Regions from separate parts of the Mus musculus genome. Here all the other regions are linked to region 3. A link is a contact called in public promoter capture Hi-C data. All regions are on one chromosome and are shown on one strand. Each heading gives the region's core, a stretch centred on a gene start, on an enhancer-like site or on the middle of the called end of the contact. The rest is flanking DNA. Distances are from core to core; before and after follow the strand shown. Region 1 holds the start of Lysmd4 (LysM, putative peptidoglycan-binding, domain containing 4). Region 2 holds the start of Igf1r (insulin-like growth factor I receptor). Region 3 holds the start of Snrpa1 (small nuclear ribonucleoprotein polypeptide A').

What was found. Promoter capture Hi-C pulls out the DNA fragments that hold promoters and counts their contacts.
Region 1: a promoter capture Hi-C map of pre-B cells shows a contact between it and region 3, with 5 times the contacts expected there. The contact joins the promoter of Lysmd4 here to the promoter of Snrpa1 in region 3. A contact is called at or near these places in 5 of 39 promoter capture datasets (the C10 cell line, HPC-7-derived erythroid cells, liver and 1 more), 1 of 484 Hi-C or Micro-C datasets (CD4 T cells), 3 of 115 datasets of contacts at active chromatin or transcription factors (large pre-B cells, pancreatic cancer cells and pro-B cells) and 1 of 9 other capture datasets (liver).
Region 2: a promoter capture Hi-C map of pre-B cells shows a contact between it and region 3, with 5 times the contacts expected there. The contact joins the promoter of Igf1r here to the promoter of Snrpa1 in region 3. A contact is called at or near these places in 1 of 39 promoter capture datasets (pre-B cells), 1 of 115 datasets of contacts at active chromatin or transcription factors (pancreatic cancer cells) and 2 of 9 other capture datasets (adipose tissue and liver).

What each region holds. Positions count from the first base shown.
Region 1 is chr7:67,221,205-67,223,904 of GRCm38.p6, forward strand. It overlaps Lysmd4 (LysM, putative peptidoglycan-binding, domain containing 4), which reads left to right and starts at 1,340. Exons shown (of 3, transcript NM_175215.4): 1 at 1,340-1,425; 2 at 2,405-2,687. The coding sequence starts at 2,415. 1700112J16Rik (RIKEN cDNA 1700112J16 gene) reads right to left here and starts at 1,254. Exons shown (of 3, transcript NR_131044.1): 1 at 1,040-1,254.
Region 2 is chr7:67,950,957-67,953,924 of GRCm38.p6, forward strand. It overlaps Igf1r (insulin-like growth factor I receptor), which reads left to right and starts at 1,301. Exons shown (of 21, transcript NM_010513.2): 1 at 1,301-1,996. The coding sequence starts at 1,903.
Region 3 is chr7:66,058,740-66,061,724 of GRCm38.p6, forward strand. Snrpa1 (small nuclear ribonucleoprotein polypeptide A') reads left to right here and starts at 1,597. Exons shown (of 9, transcript NM_021336.4): 1 at 1,597-1,953. The coding sequence starts at 1,872.

The sequences.
Region 1 (2,700 bases), core at 90-2,589, 1.2 Mb after region 3:
CTGACTTGTGTCCCCTTTCCTTCCTGTTGAAACCCTACCCTCTGAAGTGAGCTTTTAAGGTGGAGCCTTAAAGAGGGGACTGGGTCAGTGCCCTTGTGAAGGGCTTGGCTTAGACTCTTTAAAAGAAATAAAAAATTAAAAGACAAAACTTTCGACATTCCATGGCAGTTCTGCTTAGCCCTGGAGTTCAGAGCCATATTCAGAAAGCTAAATAGTTGGCCCCTGCTACCTTGCATCCTCTATCCCAGGAGAAGGCTGGACTTGGGAGGGGACAACATGTTTGACAAGGGTTGAAGGATATCCGAGTGGATACCTCTGGTGATGGGGTGGGTCTCCACTAACTTGGGATCAGATCAGTGGACCTGTTCATGTGGCTGGGCACCTGGCCCACTCTGATAGGTGGGACATAGCGTTCATACTTCTCAGGCAGCCTCATCCAAGCCTGTAAACTGTCACAAACCACAAATACCTCAGTGGGAAACACATGTGCTGGGTATATTAGCGAGGCTCACCTCCTGGGTTGGGGGGCAAAGTAAACAAATGTTTAAACAGATGTTTAAAGCCAGAAAGAAGAGTCCTGTGGCTAGCAGAGAGGGCCATGACCTGGTGCTTTCCTGGCCTTAGACATTTAGAGTAAGACTTTTAGTTTTATTCTAAATCATAGGAAGAATTTCTGGGCTCTTGTTTCAATGTTGATTCCCAGACAGGCTTAGCACCTTGGTTCAGCGGCCAGCCATCTGCATTCTTTGGTGTAATGCCTGCCCACGACACTTAGTTTCTTCCTTATTCATTGGATGAGTCTTACTCCATTAAGGATTTTAATCTTGGTTACAAAACAATGCCACAGGTTCTCCGCCCTTTTCCAAATAGCAGGGACGCTCTGGCTGGCCAGATGATACATATTCTCCTTTATCCAATTCTGGTCTGTGTTGTCAGGGCAACATTTCACATCCCTGGACTTCTGTTTATCTCTGGGCAGGGGCTGGCAACCATTCGGCCCCTCAAAGGATACTGGGTCGAAGATTCAGGTTGAGGCTACCTGGGTCAGGCCTCTCGAGTGGCGCACCGCCGTACTGGGTACGCTCCTGGCCACGGATCAGGACGCACATGGGTCAAAGGTCTCTCCTGCCGGGAAGAAGACCGAGGCTTAGCAGAAAGCTGTGGCCACCGAGGAGGCCAAGATACCTGGCTCAGAAGGGGAAACCGGGAACAGCTGGGATAAATGACATAGGAGCACAAGTCCAGGGTCCACGCTGGAGCCCCGCCCATCAGGGCCCGCCCTCATTCTGACCTCTCAGCACCTCCCGGCTCTGCCAGGGCCCGCCCTCCTCTGAAGTCATTGGTTGGCTCTTAGTCCCCGCCCCCGGAAGACCTGCTTTTTGCAGCCAATCGGCGGGCGCGGTGGCGGTGAAGCCTGGGAGCGAGGTACCCGAACCTGGAGCAGGGTCTGCTGGGTTGACTTGGGGGGCCAGGGCTTCTGGCCCTGTCACTGTGGGCTCAGTGGAGGGCTGCCAATCCAGGGCCAGTGCCTGTGTCCACAGAGGGCTGGTGCCGGCTTGCGGGAGTGGCAGGATGTGTATTCTTTGGAAAGTTGGGGCCGGGCCTGTTTAGGCCCAGGGGCGGGGACGTCTGAAATTTGTTTTGTCTCCTGCTTAATGACAGCCCACCTGTCATTGGAGGGAAACTGAGGCCTCTTTTGGCCGCCCCGGGTGCCAGGGGCTCAGAATTTGAGACCAGAGGGAGATACCTGAGGTTGGCTGTTCCCTTAAAGGGCCATGCAGAAGGGACCGCCAGGAATGCCTGGAGTCTCATTCCAGCCATTTGGAAGGGAAAGGTTGGTTGTGGCTCTGGCGTTTGACTCCAGGTGGCAATAAGGGGACCGTGGGGGTGAAATGAGTCCAGAATGACTGTGAGAAACGGACAAATTGAAATTTGATAGGTTTTTCCATTGCTCATCAATTAGGTCACGTCAGCCAGGGTCAAAATAAGAGAACTATGGTTGTTCCCAGCTTCTGTCCTTTCCCCTGAAGACACCTTGGGATGCCTAATGAGGTTTTTGTCCAAAGATTCTAAGTGTAAGATTCTCAGTGTCAGAGAGCTGAGAACAGTTGTCACCTCACACAGTGCTGAGACACAGTGGTTTCTTCTGTGGGCTAGGGGAAGCACAGCTGGGGGTGGGGAAGAAGGGTGGGGAATCTTTTTTGCACACAGTAAGCACTTAGGGAAAGTATGATCTTATTCTGTGTCAGTATCAGGTGGACAGGTGTGAGGATGTCCTTCTGTCCTGATGCTGTTTGTTTGATATTGGCAATATTAGGAAGTTACTAACGAGACAGTCCTCTTTAGGAAGCCAGAGGAAAATGAATAGCATTTGTGTGGAATTAACTCCAGGTCTGATTTTCAGTTAAGAGAAAATGAGGCAGAAGGAAGTGTTAGCCAAGAGCTTCCAAGGTCCAGCTGCTGTCTGCAGGACTCCAAACAGCCACGTTTACATGTTCAACAATGGCAGCGGGGACTCTGGGGACTCCTCTGAGGAAGAGTCACATCAGGTGGTGTTACGACCCCGGGGCAAGGAGCACCAGAAGAACAGCAGCCAACGGCCAGGAGCAGGCACCATGGTTCTGCTGCAGCGGGAGCTGGCTCAGGAAGACAGCCTCAACAAGCTGGCTCTCCAGTATGGCTGCAAAGTAAGCTGACCTC
Region 2 (2,968 bases), core at 51-2,550, 1.9 Mb after region 3:
GACCCAGCCGAGTCGGTCCCCGACTCGGGGCCCCCACATTTCCTCCCCCGGAGGGAGGGAGGCGACATTCCCGGAGCCAGCCCTCCCAGGCTGCGGTCGCGCCCTCTGGCGGCCGCCGCGGAGACGGGTCCTGGGCACGAGGGGCCGCCTGTCTGGGTTCCCTTTCCAGGGCTGGGGGCCCGCGGTGGAATCGCTGTGCTTCGAGAATAGAGCCTCGCGGACCGCACCCTGTCCGCTCCCCGACTGCGCGCAAGCACCGGAACACCCAAGGAGCGCCGCCACGGGCGCCCAAGCCTGGCGTGGAAAGTGCCTTGCGTAGCAGTCTTCAGGGGTCCCCTTTCCCCCAGGTGTGCCCCTCCCGTCGCGTCCGGGCTTTCCACCACACTGCGAAAAAAATGCCGCATGCATGCACTTATTTATTTATTTTGCAACAGCTGCAAGAAACAATGAAGCTTTTTCACGGAGTCGGCCAGCGCGCTCTCCAGCCGCGCTGTTGTTGTTTTCAATGAAGCTCCGAGGCCGCACTCCCCGCCCACCGCGCCCGCAGCCCGCCCGCTCTGCTGCCCGCCCGCCCTGCCGCCGCCCCCCTGGCCACCGAGTCCCACCGGCGCCCCGGGCATTGTTTTTTGGAGTCCTGCGGGAGGGGAGGGTGCGGACAGGGCCGGCCGGCGCAGTGCGGGTGGGGGCGGAAGCGTGGGCGCGCGCGTGGCTCAGTGTGCGCGCGGGGGCCGGCGCGGGTGGAGGCGCGGGGGGCGGTGCCTCCTGGGCCCGGCTCCCCACGCCCGCGCTCCGCTCCGCACGTCCCTGCGATCCCGAACTCCGGCTCTTGGCGCCTGCCGAGTCGGGGCCCGGCCCTCGGCGCGCCGGGACTGCGGCTGTAGCCGCTTGGAGTGTGCGCGCGGGCACGTGTGCGCGGCCCCGAGAGCGCGCGCGTAGAGCCCCCAGTGTGTGGCGGCGGCGGCGGCGGCGCGGTGAGGCTGAGGTTCTTGTTTACCAGCATTAACTCCGCTGAGCGGAAAAAAAAAGGAGGGGGGGGGGGAACCGAGGAGGAGCGAGCGCACCGGGCGAACTCGAGAGAGGCGAGCGACAGGGAAGCTGCCTGCGAGCCTGTCCCGGCGCGCCCGGCGCTCGCAGACCCTCGGCCCCGCTCTCCGGACCCTCCACGCCTCTCCCCGTGCCTGCGAGAGCTCCACGGCACGCGGCGTGCTCGGCTTTGACCTTCAGCGAGCCGGAGCCCCCGCGCACGGAGTCGGCGGCGGGCGGGGGCCGACGCGGGGCGGCGGGAGCGCTGAGCGCTGCGCGGCCGCCGCTTTGTGTGTGTCCTGGATTTGGGAAGGAGCTCGCGGCGGCGGCGCTGAGGGAGGAGGCGGCGGCGAGCGGAGCCCAGAGGAGGAGGAGGAGCCGGAGGAGGGGGAACCGCTCATTCATTTCCACTCCGCATTTCTGCCCCTCGCCGGCCTCGCCCGCGCCCGGGACTTCGGACCAGTCTCGCCAACTGCGTCGCGCTCTCCCGCCGCGTAGGCTCCGGTGGTCGTTCCCTCCGGGGATCGGGTGGCGTTTGTCCTCGCCTGCGGCGATTTGGGCTTTGCTCCTCTTTCTGTACAGTTTTCCTCCTTCTTCTGCATCTCTGCGTTTGCAAATGGAGGCCGACGACGCCGACAGCCCGCCCCGGCGCGCCCCGGCTTCCCGACTCCGCCGCCCCGTGGGCCGCTGCTGCCGGCGCTGAGGGGCCGCCCCGCGCCACCCTCCTTGTCCACGCCGCTTTCCGAGGATCGTCGCCTGCGCTCTTGTTTTTGGACGAGAGTGAGGACTGAGTTGGAGACTTTTTTTTTCTTTTTTTCTTTTCTTTTTTTTTTTTTTTTCTATTTTTGAGAAAAGGGAATTTCGTCCCAAATAAAAGGAATGAAGTCTGGCTCCGGAGGAGGGTCCCCGACCTCGCTGTGGGGGCTCGTGTTTCTCTCCGCCGCGCTCTCTCTCTGGCCGACGAGTGGAGAAAGTGAGTATTTGCCCGCCGCCCGCGGCCACTGCGGGAACTTTTCCTCCGAGGGGCTGCGCCCTGTTTGGGAAAACCCAGTTGCCACGGGCGCAGCTGTCGGACTTCGGGGCTCGGGAGTGGAGGGTGGGGCTCTCTCGGAAGGCCGGAGTAGAGCAGGGCCCGAGAGTTCACGACTCAGGAGCTCCTAGAGCCCTAGCTCAGCGCATCTGCGCGCGGGAAGGGCCTTAGGGCTTTCTCTTTCGCTGTCCGGGGAGCGCTGTCCCGCACGCGGCCTGGTGGGTGGGCAGTGCCTTCTCGCTGGCGGGTCAGGGGCAGCCCCCGCGTAGGCGCTTGGTGGGGAAGTTGGCGTCTGGGTGGCCTCGGGAACCCCGCTACTCTCGCCCCCCCCCCTCCGGGGCGCTCCACTTGGCACCCCAGCGCCCATCCCGCGCAGCTCACCATGACAGCACCCTTGGAGGCTCCACGGGTGGTTGCTGGGGTAGACCTAGTGCTCCGTGGCGGCAATTCGGAGCCTCCTACCCTGCGGGGTGTAAGTTGTTCTTGAGGGGGAGATACAGGATGGTTGGAAGCCTCGCGGCCCCAGGACACGTTTCCAAACATCAGGGCGCAGCCTCCTATCACCCAACTTGTTGGGCCCATCGACCCCCTCAGGTTCTTGGCCTTTCGCTTCTCTGGAGCCTGTGGGCGTCTACCCACCTACCCCAAGGCTTGATAACTTGGACAGTCCAGTGTGGCCTTGGGGTGCAGGGTGTGCCCACCATTTTCCTCTAGGAAAGTGTGAACTTGGGACTTTCTTCGTGGGGGGAGGGTTGGATGATCCTCGGCTTAGGGGCTCTCAGTTTCTATCCAGCTCTGGACACTTTTTTCCCAGAGCGTCTTAGTAAGAGGAGATAGGTACGTCCACCCTTGTGCAGAGTCGACGTGCTTTTCCACACACACGTGTTCAGCGCGGATTTAGGTGCATCCACAGCC
Region 3 (2,985 bases), core at 347-2,846:
CTAAGAAGAGACCAGCATTACTGGAGTGAAATCTTCTGGGAAGTGTGTTCTGAGAGCCCAAAGAAAATGTGTTCCAGAGATAGTCAAGGTTGTACCTCATGCTGCAGCTGGACTTGGTAATGTATAAGAATCACCCAGGTGATGCTAGTTTTGAAGGCACAAAGGGATTACGAACAGCAGCTGAGGCTTGGCACTGTGAGAGGCCAGGGATGGTCACTGGTGAAGGTGTAGCCTCAGTTGGAGTTGATGGCCCAGGGCTGAAGGGGTCACCACTACATAAACTCACTCCAATAATCCTAGCACATGAAGATGGAGGCAGGAGAGTGAGCTGTTCAAGTTCCTTCTCAGGTCAGTCATTCCATGACTCAGCAGGTAAGAGAGTGTGTACAGCTCTTTCAGAGGACCAGAGTTCAGATCCCAGCAACCACGTGTAACCCCGACTTCAGAGTATCTGGCACCTCTGGCCTTTGTGGGTATCTGCACTCATGTGCCCAAAACCACAGAGATATAACAAATAATTTCTAAAAGTATTTTTAAGAGTGTTTTCTGCTCATGCTGAGGACCAGGGGTTGACTTCTAGCACACATGTCCAAAGGATCACAACGGCCAGCTCCAGGGAATTTTAGGCTGAAGCCTCCCCTGCACCTATACACAGGTGGGCATGTACATTAATTAGTAAGCTATGATTTAAAAAAAATACGCATATGATTTCGTGCATTTAAGGCTTGGCACTGTGAGAGGCCAGGGATGGTCACTAGTGAAGGTGCAGCCTCAGTTGGAGTTGATGGCCTAGGGCTGAAGGGGTCATCACGTATACACAGGTGGGCATGTACATTAATTAGTAAGCTATGATTTAAAAAAATATGCACATGATTTTGTGCATTTAAGCCTTTGGAGACAGAGGCCAAGGCTCTGCAGGTATATTGTATTCACTGTGGGGCACTCATCACATGGCAATTTCTGATATGTGTATTCCCCTGCACTTCGTATGAATTTTTTTGGTGTTGTTTGTTTGCTTGAGATAGAGTTTCTCTGTGTATCCCTGGTTGTTCTGGAACTGGCTCTGTAGGCGAGGATGGCCTCTATCTCCGAGATCCACCTCCTTCTGTCTCCAAACTGCTAGGATTAAAGGCATTCTCCATCACAGCTAGTCAATATGAATATCACTTATGGTTTATTTTATTTGTGTGTGTGTGTGTGTGTTTGCGGTTGCCGGTGTCTGAGGAGGCTAGAAATGGACGGCAAATCCCCTGAGGCTGAAGTTACAAGCAGTTGTCAGGTGTCCAGACGGATATTGGAATGCCAACTCAAGTCCGTTACAAAAGTTGCAAGTGCTCTTAACCTCTAAGCCACCTGACCAGCGCTTTGGTATGAACACCTAAATGTCTACAGGCTACAAGTTCACCCTCAAGCTTTAAGGTGACTGTACCAGGTCAGAAGGGTTCTGTTTTAAGGCAATCCAGCCTACGGGTCCTGCCCCTTACCTGCGGAAGCCCAAGTTAGACATTTAGGAACTTGACTTTCAGGAGACTTCACAGTCTCCGCCCCTTGTTGGGTGGAGAAGGGAGAGTAGTCCCAACTACCCCTCCCTTGAGGTTCACTGACGTGAGACAGAGCATCCCTCGCGTGTTCTTATCTTTTGGATTAAAAAAACTGGAATCTGGGCTCCCCACACTCCCAGGCACGCTCAAGCCCAGAACCCAGAAGCAAAGACACGGGGGCTACGTCTTCGATTGCTTTAGCCTGGCGGTCGAGCTGCGCGGGGATACGATTGGTGCTGTCTGGCGGCGAGGCGCGGTGCACTGTGGGACACGGCACTGGCGGGAGGCGCAGGCTGGTGTCGGAGGTGAGGGTCCGCGGGCTGCGACAGGATGGTGAAGCTGACGGCGGAGCTGATCGAGCAGGCGGCGCAGTACACAAATGCCGTACGGGACCGTGAACTGGACCTCCGGGGTGAGTTAGACGGAGCGCGGGCTGTGTTCCGGCCCCGGCGCGTGGCTGCGGGAAACCAGCCCCGCCGCGTGCGCAGAGGCTGGAGCCTGGCCCGTGGGCCTCCACCCGGGCTGGGCGCCTCCGATCCACCGTCCCGCAGGGCCCTTTGGGGCTGTTTGTTACCGGCGTTCCGGCTAGCAAACACGGCGCCTCGATTCCTTCCCCGGACCGTACTCACTAGGCATTGCCCCGCTCATCGAGCAGCTTTAACTGTTGGAGGACTAGGAAAATAGAAAACGCTACGGACAGGCCGGCTGCTGGCTGGTGTTTTTTGTTTGTTTGTTTGTTTGTTTGTTTGTTTGTTTTTTAGCAAAAGCGTTAATGTGGCACCTGAGGGTAGGGTGGATATGTACCAGAGTTACCTTAATTGCCCCAATAATTCCGGTTTGGTTTTGTTCATTTGTTTTTGAGACAACGTCTCGTGTATTCCGAGCTGACTTCAAACCGTTATATAGTTAAGGTTTATCTCGAACTTCGGACCCTCTTGCCTCCACTTCCTGGGAGCTGGGTTTAAATGCCTGCACCACGTTTATATGGTGCTTTGGATGAGCCCAGGGTTTCATGTCTGTCAGGAAAGCACTCGCGCTACTGAGCCAGACCCGCAGCCCCGGATAATTTGGTGTTTTCAAGATTGAGCTGTTTGACCGTGGCATAATGGTCACTTCTGTGTGTGGGGTGGCGGAACTCACCTGTTCAGTTCTGACAGAAGTAGCACTTGATTTTTAAAACATAGAACTGAGAGGTAATCGTTAACTATTCAGGAGATGGCTTTGGAAGGGGTTAAGATTATAAGACTGTGACCAGAGGCAATCAAAGTCTCGGGGGCGCTGTGCACTGCCATTTTTGAAAGTTTCTTCCTGCCTATGGGAAATCCTAGTGTTCTTTGTGTTTGTTGAATGAAATTAACTTTCTTGGAGAAAAGTCCGGTTCAGGAGCATCTGGGTCCTTTCACTGTCTTGGCACAGTTTTGATGTCTGCTGTCTCTCTGAAAAC